Regions from separate parts of the Danio rerio genome. Here region 2 is linked to region 1. The links are chromatin contacts, called in public HiChIP or PLAC-seq maps. All regions are on one chromosome and are shown on one strand. The core of a region is the stretch at or near the end of the contact, and the rest is flanking DNA. Distances in the headings are between cores, read along the strand shown.

Region 1 (6,866 bases), core at 3,208-5,707:
AGTTATGTAATCAGATTAATTTTAAAGTATCTAGGAAAATAACAGATTACTTTTTAAATTCTAAGAATATATCTGAGTTACTTTTTCGAAAATGTACCGCCAGTTACTTCGTTTTCTTATTCATTAGGGGAAATACAAGTTAAGTAATCAGATTACTTTTTCAAGTAACTAATAAATTAAAGGATTACCTTTACAAAAAGTTATGCCATTACTTCGTTTTCTTATTTATTACAAAGTAACAAACTTAGTTTAAATAAGTAACTAGTAAAGTAACATTACTTTCTAACCTCCAAAAAAAATTTTTTTGAAAATGCTTTTCCAAAATGTATCGCAGGTTACTTTGTTTTTTCATTTATTACAAGTAATGTGAGTAAGGTAATCAGATTACTTTTTCATGTAACTACTTAATTAAGAAATTACTTTTTAAGTTAAAAAAATATCTTGAGTTACTTTTAAAAAAAGGACCGGCAGTTACTTCGATTTTACATTTATTACAACTAATGCAAGTTAGAAAGAAAGTAAGAACGTAACGGATTACTTTTTAACTGCCAAAAAATATGTGTTTCAAAATGTGTCGCTAGTTACTTAGTTTTTTCATTTATTACAGTTATTGCAATTTATGTAATCAGGTTACTTTTTCAAGTAACTAATAAAGTAACAGGTTACTTTTTCAAAAAAGTAATGTCTTTACTTAGTTTTCTCATTTATTACAAGTAACAAGTTTCTTTAAAATGTACTTTAAGAAGTACTTACTTTTAGTTACATTTATTTAAATAAGCAATTCAAGACTGAAATGCTTTACTTTTCAGTCAGTTAACCAAAGTTAGTTAACACTGTTCAATTAATCTTTATTTCTATAGTGCTTTTACAATGTAGATTGTATCAAAGCAGATTAACACGGATGAAGTTCTTGTAAATTGAAACTGCTTTCGTCCAGTTTTCACAGTTGAAGTTTAGTTCAGTGTAATGCAAATGTCACTGCTAAAAGCCTAAAGCTGCTAATAGTTAATGTGAAATTACTAGCCATTTTCTTACAACCCTTAAATTAATGTTCTTCCCTAAAGGTGAGACCAAAGATCAGGTGGCGAACTCAGCGTTTGTGGAGCGCCTCCGTAAAGCTGGTCTGGAGGTGATCTACATGATCGAGCCCATCGATGAATACTGTGTTCAGCAGCTGAAGGAATATGATGGCAAGAATCTGGTGTCGGTCACTAAAGAAGGCCTGGAGCTGCCCGAGGATGAAGAGGAGAAGAAGAAGCAGGATGAGCTGAAGGCCAAATATGAGAACTTGTGCAAGATCATGAAGGATATCCTCGACAAAAAGATTGAGAAGGTATTAGCTGTTAGCATGCAAGACAAACATTTTGAACTGAATACTCTATAGCAGGGGTTCTCAAAGTGGGGGTCGGGACCCCTCGAGGGGTCGCAGGACAATGAAGGAGGGTCGCCTGGTGATTTAAAAAAATCGATTTATTATTATTAAAGCATATAAGAATGACCATATTTTATCCATAACCTACTGAAGAGAAAAAAATAGTCGTTTATAATTACTATATAGTTACTATAGTAGCTTATAGTTACTAGTTCTATTGGATTGCGACCCCAGTGGTAATTACATTATATTAAAGACACAGCAATAGCGTCAGATGCAGCAGATTGATTTTATAACTCCTGGTTAAAGTTTCTGGCCCATTTACCGCACTGACATTAAACGAATAATATACCTGGGTGTATTGGTGTGTGTGTGACATTGCATGCAAGCTTTCTGTATTCATAACCAGGATATTGAGGGTCGCGAGTCACTGGCATCGTCATATTGGGGGTCGCAGGCTGTAAAGTTTGGGAACCCCTGCTCTATAGTACTAGAGATGCACCAAAATTGAAATTCTGGGCCAAAAGTGAAAGTTCTTGGTGCACTTGGCTGAAAATTTAAAACTGAAAGTTTGAGAATGATTTGTTATAGTGTTTTAGTTTCGGTTTCAATCAAGTCGTCCGCATAAGATCAACACATTCAGTTCGAGAAGAAAATTCACATTCACAATTCACAAATTGAAGCAAAAAACATCCTTTGAGTAATCGAGAGCGAGTGACGAGATGCTAATTTTCGTAAACAAAATTACGAATTTGAACTGGTAGATTACACACAAAGTCAATGAGTATGTGAAAAAATAGTAGTAATCCACGCAGAATTTCCAGAGGGTGTATTACTACTATTTGATCATGCATATAATTTGATTCTGAACAGGTCACAGTCTCCGACCATTTAATCTTTAACAACTAAAAAATCATGCGAGCTAATGACTCAAAGCAAATGCCCAAATAGAGGTGAAAATCCACTGGGTGGCACGAATGAGGCAAAATACACAGTGTATTACTATTACTTGCTCATGCATATAATTTGTGTCTGAATAGGTCACCGTCTCCAACCGTCTGGTGTCTTCGCCCTGCTGTATCGTCACCAGCACATACGGCTGGACGGCGAACATGGAGAGGATCATGAAGTCTCAGGCTCTGAGGGATAACTCTACCATGGGCTACATGACCGCTAAAAAGCACCTAGAAATAAACCCAGCACACCCCATCGTGGAGACCCTCAGAGAGAAAGCGGAAGCCGACAAAAACGACAAGGCGGTGAAGGATCTGGTGATCCTGCTGTTCGAGACGGCGCTCTTATCCTCAGGCTTCACACTGGACGACCCACAGACTCATGCAAACCGCATCTACAGGATGATCAAACTCGGACTTGGTAAGTCTGATGGCTACAGAAGCTAGAGAACTTTATTATATAATATAGTCACAGTTGGATTTGTGTATTGCATGTATGGGGGGCCTAACTATGAGAAGAATACTTAATTATTATTTATTCATAATAATTATTATTATTATAAATATTATTAATACTTAATAATGAAGAATAATTACTATTAATATTAATAGTTTTATATAAAAATGGGCCTTTTGGATGGGGGATTTCTTAAGTAATTCATTATTTCACTTTTTATAAATGAATTTTTTGACAAATTACAGTAAAAAAATTATGATATTTTAAAAAGTATTCATAGCAGGGCCGGCTCTAGGCATGGGCAGGGGTGGGCTCAACCAACCCAAATGTCTGTCTTTCCCACCCAGTCAAAAAGACAGCAGTATATACATTTGTTTTTGATTTTCTTTTGTACGATTTATGAATTGATTAAAGCAGTAAGGTGGGCTCTGTGTTGAAAAAGGGGCGTTGAAAGCTCTGACCAATTATAACGAAACACCAAACTGTTTGATTGGCTGTAAGTAATAGCGCGCTCTGGATGCATAAGCCCAGACTGCTTGCCTTCAGGCTGTTACAGCCATAGGTTACACGCCGACATATTGTGTAGTAGCATGTCAGGGCGTCCCGAGTTCGAATCCCTCGAAACAGAAAGATTTAATTATATTTAATGTGTTTTTCTGTAGGCATCGATGACGATGACTCTGTGGTCGAGGAAATCTCTCAACCCGCTGAAGAAGATATGCCCGTTCTGGAGGGAGACGACGACACTTCGAGAATGGAGGAAGTCGACTAAAGAGTTTTAGTGTACAAATAAAATCCGTAATGTAATGTAATTTATTGTTTTTGTATAAAACAATCCAGACATATCACAGTGAATGTTAGCTACTTTAAAGTCCTTGTAATTGCCTTGTGTGTCTGCTCTTGCATTTTATAATTCAAACTTTCTTTTTGTAAACCTAAGCTGAACGTTTTTAATAAATGACTCCTTATAAATAAAGGATCTGACGTTCGTTTTTATTTTGCCACAATTCCTTGCTATCATTATATTGAGAAATATTAAAATCTAGCGTATTAAAGGGACAGCTCACCCAATAAATAAATTACCTCACAATTTACTTTTAAAACTTATAAAAGTTTCTTTCTTCTCTTGAACCCAAAAATAAGATATTCTAAAGATTATTGACCAAAAGCAGCCATTCAAATCTATAGTAGAAACGAAAACTATGTTAAGAATACATCCATATATCAATTATAGCACTATTTTTGTGACACATACTCACAATAATTAGCTGTAAAGGGTATGTTTAAGGTTGTAATTGGTGTAGACGTTAGTAAAACACAGTTTAATATGGTAATTTAATAAGTAAAATTGAAATAGTTTTAAGTTGTAGCTGTAAACACTTATAGCAACAACCCAAAATATACTGTTTAAGTCTGTTAGGTTTACTGCTTGTTCTTTTTTTCAACATTGTTCTGTATATCTTTATGTTCAACAGATAAAGGTTTTGGGGGTGAGTACATAACGACAAAATTAAAATATTTGGGTTGAACTAATTCTTTTAATTATATTAAAAACGACCTCAACTTTTCAGTCAGAATTTGAGAGCGATCTAGAAAATTCATGCACCTCAGTCTTAGCACCGCCCCTTCAGCCGTTGTAGTGTTTGATTGACAGCCAGGTCCCTCCCTCTTCTTCTATTGGAAAAGCGTTAAGAAGCTTCGAGAGGGTTCAGGAGATCCGGCGGCTTCTCGAACAATCTCTGCCCGTGTATATAAGCTCGCCAGCGGACTCGAGAGCGACTAGAACCCGCTGACGCTGGAGAAGAGGAAATACAGCGAATAATTCAACAAAGAAACTCTCAGAATAAACCACTCGAGGTAAGAAGCAATTATAAACATGTCAGCATCTAAATACTCCAACGTTATATTGACGTTTAATCGCATTTAATTAATTTGTCAACTTACGTTTATATGACGGTTGCGATGCTAATTACATAACGAATTATCATTTGTATGTAAGCAAATGTGAATAATGTGCAAGTTTAGAGGTTTTGCTCCACTTTTGATTCACTGTTAATATATTTAAAGTGGGTTAACTTTAATAGTGATATGACAGCTACTTGAATTAAGTCCTCGGGACCATCTGGAGTTGATCAGTTTTACCTCAGAGAGGATTTACATCAGATTAAACCAAGCTATTAAAAGATTTACGATCAATAAACGTGTCGTGCAAGCATTTGAGCAAGTAGATTTGACGGTATGCTATTATTATAAGTGCATGTTTATTTAAATATGCTAACTGTGAACGTGCACGCTAATAATATAACGTTGGCAAACATTTGGAAGTTTAATTAGGTGTGAATTACCGGGTATTTATTGTAATTGCAGTGTGTCATACGCATATTTGTGTTTTATTTACAGTTAGGTGATGTGATGCGCTCCATGTTAATGAACGGAGAGTTTGGTAGCTTCTAGAAGCTGGTTATGCGCGCTCTCAACGGCAGGGGGCGCGCACTCGGAGGAAACGTGCGAACAGTGTGTTCTGGACACAATTCATGTGTTTTTATGCTTAATATAAATGAACTCTCTTGAGGACATCTTTTGCAGAGTGACACCAGAAAAGATTTTAGAATATTTTTTATCATGTATTTACACTAAAAATCTTATTTAATTTATGGTTTCTTTCGATTTTTAATAATATATTTATTATTGAAATATTCCTGCCATGAAAATAGCCTTTGGTACAGACATGGCATTAAATAAAAATAAATTACATTACATTATATTTTTAATATAACTCTGTTCTGTTCGAATTAAGTCTGGTTGTGAGGCGTCATGTGCTTCAGTGTATCGTAAACTGCTCAGTTTTTACATTTTATTTGCATATTATCCTATTTAGTTTCTTATATCTTCATTTATTAATACAATATTAAATGATTTATCTTCATTAATAAATTATTGTCAATTATTGTAACTTCAAAGATGATTGAATGTGCCTTTTTTCCAAAGTCTAAATGAGTAGAATAGATTGAACACACATCATATACGTTAACAAAATAAAGCACACAGATCAACAATAAACAAGTAAAACACAACATACAGACACAGTGTCATACATTTCATAATTTTTTTTCATTGTTTTATTGTTTTTATTTTTTATTTTATATATATTTGTAGAGTGTGAAATGCATAGTCCTGACATCTATATAGAATATTTTACAGACATTGAGTTTAAATGATTTTTTAATACTAAAATTTTATTTGAATATAGTAATTTTTTCCTTCATTTTAGATGCCTGAGGCTCACGAGCAGCAGATGATGGAGGATGAGGAGGTGGAGACGTTTGCGTTTCAGGCTGAGATCGCTCAGCTCATGTCTCTGATCATCAACACCTTCTACTCCAACAAGGAGATCTTCCTCCGAGAGCTCATCTCCAACTCCTCTGATGTACGTTTATCACTCCACACTTGCAGGAAAAGTACAAACAAAGATAAAAAACTGAGGGGTTTTCAGCTTGTAAAGGCCTGTTCATACCAAGCATTATAACGATAGAGATACGCAGTTAAAGTCAGAATTATTCGCGCTCCTGTGAATTTTTATTTTAAATGTCTCCCAAATGATGTTTAACAGATTCAGCAATTTTTCACAGAATTTCCTATAATATTTTTTTCTTCTGAAGTAAGTCTTATTTGTTTTATTGTGGCTAGAATAAAAACTTCAGCCCCCTTCAGCAAAGTTAGTGTTGGATTGTCTCCAGAACAAACCACTGTTATACACTGACTTGCCTAATTACCCTAACTTTACCCTAATTACCTTAGTGAAGCCTTTAAATGTCACTTTAAGCTGAATACTCGTTTCTTAAAGAATATCTAGTCTAATATTAGGATTAAAGAAATTAGAAATGAGTTATTAAAAATATTATGTATAAAATATGTTTGCAAAATTGTCTCTGTTAAATAGAAATTCTGTAGAAAATGTAAAAGAAATAATATTGAACTGGAGGACTAATAATTCTGACATCAGTTTTAGATGTAAAAATGGTTGAAAGTGTTAAAGAATAGCTCAGCACAACTTCATTAATGAAGATAAATATAGTCATATATT
Region 2 (6,866 bases), core at 2,939-5,438, 820 kb before region 1:
GCTGTGTGTTTGTGCTGCTTTAAACATGCTGTCATTAACAGGAGATCCTGGAGGAGGTGGTTCGGGAACTACACAAGGTGAAGGACGAGATCATTGATGGTGCGTTGGGTTGTTTTACTCCTGAAAATCATGCTGAATACTGTGCAAATACAGATTACATGATGAAATGTGTAGGCAGTAATATAATCTGTTAGATTACACATTCATGGTAACGTAATCAGAGTACTTTTGGATTAAACTCAGATTACTTTTCAAACTACATGACTAAAAATTATAGTCAGTGATATAATCTGTTAGATTACACATAATGGTAAAGTAATCTTTTGGATTTCTCGTAGATTACTTTTGTGATTATGGGTATTTAAAAAAGTAGATTATTCTAATTACTTTAATATTGTAATCTAATTAAATAATCCAGATTACATCTAATCTGCTGTTATCCAGCTCTGGATATGCCATGAAATATTAGATCTGAAGAGTGTGTAGTCAGTGATATCATCTGTTAGATCACACATTAATGGTAAAGTATTCTGTTGGATTACATGTAGATTACTTTTTGATTATGAGTATTTAAAAAGATTACACTAATTACCTGATTTTTTGGTATCTGGTTACATAATTCAGATTACAAATATTAATAGCTATTATCCAGCTCTGGATATGTCATGAAATGTTAGATCTGAAGAGTGTAAAGCTTCAGTAATATAATCTGTTAGATTACACTTTTACGCTAAAGTAATCTGACTACTTTTGGATTACTTTTGAACTATAATCTGCTATATTACACATTTATGGTAAAGTAATCTGAGTATTTTGGATTACTTGTAGATTATTTTTTGATTATGGGTATTTAATGTAAGTAGTTTATTCTAATTACTTTAATTTTGTAATCTGATTAAATAATCGATTATCCCGCTCTAGATATGTCGTGAAATATAAGACCTGAAGAGTGTGTAGCTTCAGTAATATAATCTGTTCTAGATGACGTGTTTATGGTAATCTGACTACTTTTGGATTACATTTAGATTACATTTGAACTGTAGTCAGATATCAATTATATGACTAAAATTGTAGTCAGTGAGATAATCTTTTAGATCAGTCATTTATGATAATCTGAGTACGTTTAAATTACACCTACTGTAGATAACTTTTTTGATTATGGGTATTGGGTAGTTTGTAATCTAATTACATAATCCAGATTACATATAATCTGCGATTATCCAGCTCTGGATATGCCATGAAACATTAGATCTGAAGAGTGTGTAGCTTCAGTAATATGATTCTTAGATTACACATTAATGGTAAAGTAATCTGACTACTTTTTGGATTACATTTAGATTACTTTTAAACTGCAATCAGATACTTAATATAAATTACATGATTAGATGTGTCGTCAGTAATATAATCTGCTAAATTACACATTAATGGTAATGTAATCTGGGTACTTTTGGATTACATGTAGATTACTTTTTGATTATGAGAATTTAAGAAGTAGTTTACACGAATTACCTGATTTTTGTAATCTGATTACATAATCCAGATTACATACAGTATAATCTGCTATTGTCCAGCTCTGCATATGTCATGAAACGTTAGATCTGAAGAGTGTGTAGCTACAGTAATAAAATCTGTTAGATTAAACTTTTACGCTTAAGTAATCTGACTACTTTTGGACTACATTTAGATTACTTTTGATTATGGGTATTTAATATAAGTAGTTTACTCTAATTACTTTTATTTTGTAATCTGATTAAATAATCCAGATTACATATATTAATAGCTAATATCCAGATCTGGGTATGCTGTGGAATATTAGATCTGAAGATAGTGTGGTTTCATTAATATGGTTCGTGAGATTACACATTAATGGTAAAGTAATCGGACTACCTTTAGATTATATTTAGATTACTTTTTAACTGCAATCAGATACTTAATATAAATTACATGATTAGATGTGTCACCAGTAAAATAATCTGGTAGATTACACATTAATGGTAATGTAATCTGGGTACTTTTGGATTACATGTAGATTGCTTTTTGATTATGAGTATTTGAAAAAGTAGTTTACACGAATTTATATTCTGATATTTGTAATCTGATTACATAATCCAGATTACATGTATTAATAGCTATTATCCAGCTCTGGATATGTCATGAAATGTTAGATCTGAAGAGTGTGAAGCTAAAGGTATATAATCTGTTATCTTTTACAATAAAGTAATCGGACTACTTTTGGATTACATTTAGATTACTTATTTAGATTAACATTTAGATTAACAGCAGTCAATAACTTAATATAAATGACATGATTAAATTTGTAGTCAGTAATATGAATTGCTAGATTAGACACTTATGCTAAAGTAATCTGACTACTTTTGGATTACATTTAGATTACTTTTGAACTGTAATCAGCTACTGGTTCTAAACGACGTGACTAAATGTATATGCAGTGATGACTCAAATGATTTTTTTTGTCTTGTTTTTCAGCCATTAGACATGAACTCAGTAGAATTAGCACGACATAATGTCCATAATTCCCTGGTCCTCCATCTTTTCTGAGAGCCCCGCAGATCCTGCTGTAGCCGACCACTGAAGCCGCCGGCAGCGTTACAGCCGTATTAAAGCAAACGCTGCTCTAACATGTCTGCAACGTTGCAGCAACCTTAGATGTGTTACGTGGAATGAAGGACACTTGCACTGACCTTACTGTTTTCTGGTACGAGTTGATCTTCGGTGGCAGTCTTTTCAAAGTCTTTTGCAGAAACTGAAGAAAATAGAAAAAACGTCATGTCATTTTAGGTATTTTCATTTTGTCATTGTTATTATTATGCATATTATTATTATTATTATTACAGTAGTTGTTGTTTTAGTAGTAGTGGCAGTAGCAGTGTGTTGATGTAGGTAGACCTGTAGGAATTAATAATAATAATAATAATAATAATGATGATAATAATAATATATTTGCACATCACGTCAGAATTAGCCTTTTGATTTCCCTGAGCACATTTCTCATACCTCTCTCACTACTTTTTTAAAAAAGTTTTTTTAATCCTTTTTTTTTGCCATGGAATATGTATTTAATAGGAGTTTTTTAATCTGAGGTGATGCGCAGGAGTTCTTCAGTTATTTCAGTCTAATGAACAAACATCGGAGTATTTGTGATCATGTTGTTAATAAAATGTTTATTGGCTGCAAGGATGTGGTGACGTATTGTTCTGTTTTAATCTTTTCTTTTTTCTGACCAAGTGCTTCCTGGTTTGAAAATAAATAAATAAAAATTAATAAATAAAGGAATAAAAGATATACATGGCATTGAAAAGGAACTGAAATAAACTGTGAAGGATGTCTTGTCTTGGATGAGTGTGTCTTTATCTGTGTGTGTGTGTGTGTGTGTGTGTGTGTGTGTGTGTGTGTGTGCGCGCTGAAGCTGAGGATATGAGGAATAGAGGAACACTCAGATTAATAACACCACTGACCTGTTAGAGACGTCAGGAGAGGAAGAAGACGCCAGAAACACTGACTTTCATCTGTTTATGAGGCGAGTGTGTGTGTGTGCTATTAATAACTCTGTCTGATTATAGAAAGCCACGAATCTAAAATAAGAATTACCATATAACTCATACTTCAGTGTGTGTCAAACACAGGCGTAGCTAACATTAATACAGTGTAAATCTGCTTTTTAAATACTACAGTTATGTAATATAGTTTAAATATATACATATGAAAGACATTTAAACAAGTTTGTTTTCAGTTTAGATGTGCATAATGTTATTTTTAGCCCGCATCATAATATAATCAACTGTATGTAATATTGTACAGTCAAACTAATTTACTTTTTGCTTATAATTATTATTTTTTATATTAAAAAGTACAGATAATCTAATAAATATGGATGATTTATATATTAATTACATATATAAAACACATTTACACACACACGAGTTACTAGTGACATTTATTAGCGTTTATAGAGTTGTTTATAGTAATAAATCCATATAAACAGGTTCCGAATGTAGGGCTTTTAACACGTTAACAAGTTTAATGAGTTGAAAAGAAGAGAAGAGTGGTAAAGCTGTTGTTTACACTCTGTGTTCTCGCGAGATTTGGACGCGGTCCGCATAGAGCCGTGGATCTTTACTCTGTTCTCGCGAGATGTGGCGGCAGTGCGCATGGAGCCGTGAATCGCTGGAGCAGTTGTTTGTACACCGGAGTGTGTGCGCGGGTTAGGGGGTGTGTGTGGGAAATAGTGCGTGTACGGAACCGCTCCGTGACAGCGGCACACGGTTAACGATGGCGTCCGGCGAGACGCTGTACATCGAGGCGGAAGGCGCGGCGGTGCCCGCGGAGCTGGTGGAGCTGCAGGAGATCGAGGTGGAGACCATCGAGACCACCGTCATCGGCGGAGAAGATGAAGATGAGGACGAAGAGGAGCCGGCCATGATCGCGCTGCAGCCGCTGCACACCGGGGACGGGGAACCGGGCGTCATCCTGCTGCAGACCCGCGAGGAGGTGGTCGGAGAGGACGCGGAGCTGCGCGGGGACGCCTTCGAGGAGCAGATCCTCATCCCGGTGCCCACACCCGGCGCAGACGCACAGTACATCGGCCAGACGCTGCTGACGGTCGCGGGCAGGAGCTCCGGGGGGCGTGCGGGACGGAGGGCGGCAGCGGGAGGCAAGAAAACCGGCAAGAAGAGTTACTTGAGCGCGGCGGAGTCCAGCGGGAGGAAATGGGAGCAGAAGCAGGTGCAGATCAAGACTCTGGAGGGGGAGTTCTCCGTCACCATGTGGGCGTCGGGTGAGTGGGCAGACTCCTGCACTCGTTCCGAGTGTTTTTGTTTTGGTCGGAGGCCATGTTTGTCGCTGGTGATGGGCGCCGCCATGTTCCCCGAGTCCACTATGGCCGCCCGTAAAGATGGCGTCGGTGCGCGGCTGGAAGATGGCGCGAGTGCGCTGCAGCTGTGTGTGTGCAGGCCGCGAAAAGCGACCGTTTAACAGACCCGCGGGTTGAGCTGAGCCCGCGCGCGCCATTCTGGATTCAAAAATATGAGCAAGTGTGACGGTTATCCGTTTATTTTAACGGCTGATACTGAAGAGTTCGCGGAACCGCTGCGGTAAAAGAGCGTTAACTAGTGCTACTAGTTTGGAAAGGTAGGTTAAATAACATGGAGTCTGTACTGCGAGGTTAGCTTGGTCTGATAATGGTAACGATTATGAGTCGGTTACTAGTGCTGTGGAGACAGTCTGGTGGTATTAAACTGTATAGAGTCTGTAAACCAGTGCTACTGGACTAGTTTTGTGTGGTCATACAATGTAAAGTTAGTTAGCTAGTGCTTCTGTACTAGTCTGGTATTGTTTCAATGCGGAGTCTGTTAACTAGTACTGTGGTAATAAGTTAGTCTGGACTCTGGTGTGGTTAAATATTGTAAAGTCTGTTAACTAGTACTGTGGTAATAAGTTAGTCTGGACTCTGGTGTGGTTAAATATTGTAAAGTCTGTTAACTAGTACTGTGGTAATAAGTTAGTCTTGACTCTGGTGTGGTTAAATATTGTAAAGTCTGTTATCTAGTACTGTGGTAATAAGTTAGTCTGGACTCTGGTGTGGTTAAATATTGTAAAGTCTATTAACTAGTACTGTGGTAATAAGTTAGTCTGGACTCTGGTGTGGTTAAATATTGTTAAGTCTGTTAACCAGTAATGTGGTAATAAGTTAGTCTGGACACTGGTGTATTTAATTTTGGGTCCTTATGTTGCAGGTCTAGCTTGGTTTGTTAATGGTGAGTCTGTTAACTAGTATTGTGGGAGTAACAGTTAGTCTGGTGTGGTTTAGTCTGTGGATAACCAGTCTGTTAACCAGTGCTGATAGATGTTTAACAGTTTTAACTAGCGCTTCGGGACTAGTTAGATCTAGTTATACAATGTGGAGTCTGTTAACTAATATTAGTGTTGTTGAGCCAGATTAGAGTCTGTTAACTAGCACTGTGGGAGTAGTCTACTGTGGTTAAACAATGTGGAGTTGGTTTACTAGTGCTACTGGGCTAGTTTGTTGTGGTTATACAATGCCTTGTAATCAATCATTGGATCAATTGAGCTATACATGGACATGAGGTCAGCTATTTTTGCTGAGGCATTATCGAAATATCGGCCATCATGCTTGCATAAATGTGGACAACATCTGGGGCCTCGTGTACAAAGACTTGCGTTGAAATCAAACTAAAACACTGCGTACGCACAAAGCTGTAAATGTGTAAAAAATTCAGATGTATGATATGAAACACTGCGTACGCCGAATTCCAGGCATATTCTCTTTGTACATCCAAATGAACGTGAAACTGAGCGCACGTACGCCAGGCATGAAGTTGGCGTCGACCAGCGCACATTCCCACGTTCATTTCATTGTTAGTAAATCCAAGCGTGAGCGTGAAACCTGTCGTACACAAAGTTTTTGTGCGTACGCAGCGTTGATACATGAGGCCCCAGATCTGTTTACATTAGATTTACAATATTAATGCTGCTGTATACTCATAAGCAGTGGTGTAAATGGTCAGAATAACATCAGATTAATTTCTCAGACCTTGTATTACAGAATAAAGATGATGTGTTGTGACAGGCAGAGTGCTGTGATCAGTGATGGAGCCATGCTGTAGATCCTCATCATCCACTGAAGCGCTTCATGCTTTCTTTCAGATGATAAGAAGGAGCTGGAGCATGAGGTGGAGGAGCACATCATCGGGGAAAACTCTCCACCTGATTACTCCGAGTACATGACCGGGAAGAAGCTCCCGCCCGGCGGCATCCCAGGCATCGACCTGTCCGACCCCAAACAGCTGGCGGAGTTCGCCAGGTCAGAGACAGCGCGCACACTGACC

Evidence for each region. HiChIP or PLAC-seq counts read pairs in DNA pulled down with a chosen protein or histone mark.
Region 2: an H3K4me3 HiChIP or PLAC-seq map of gastrula embryo shows a contact between it and region 1, with 4 times the contacts expected there. The contact joins the promoter of yy1b here to the promoter of hsp90aa1.2 in region 1. A contact is called at or near these places in 2 of 4 datasets of contacts at active chromatin or transcription factors (embryo and gastrula embryo).

The regions. Positions count from the first base shown.
Region 1 is chr20:57,485,190-57,492,055 of GRCz12tu, reverse strand. hsp90aa1.2 (heat shock protein 90, alpha (cytosolic), class A member 1, tandem duplicate 2) reads left to right here and starts at 4,457. Exons shown (of 11, transcript NM_001045073.1): 1 at 4,457-4,639; 2 at 6,054-6,209. The coding sequence starts at 6,054. It overlaps hsp90aa1.1 (heat shock protein 90, alpha (cytosolic), class A member 1, tandem duplicate 1), which reads left to right. Exons shown (of 11, transcript NM_131328.2): 9 at 1,065-1,333; 10 at 2,413-2,746; 11 at 3,445-3,758. The coding sequence ends at 3,554.
Region 2 is chr20:58,304,836-58,311,701 of GRCz12tu, reverse strand. yy1b (YY1 transcription factor b) reads left to right here and starts at 4,188. Exons shown (of 5, transcript NM_213120.1): 1 at 4,188-4,795; 2 at 6,685-6,841. The coding sequence starts at 4,291. It overlaps evlb (Enah/Vasp-like b), which reads left to right. Exons shown (of 13, transcript NM_205633.1): 12 at 42-99; 13 at 2,488-3,195. The coding sequence ends at 2,525.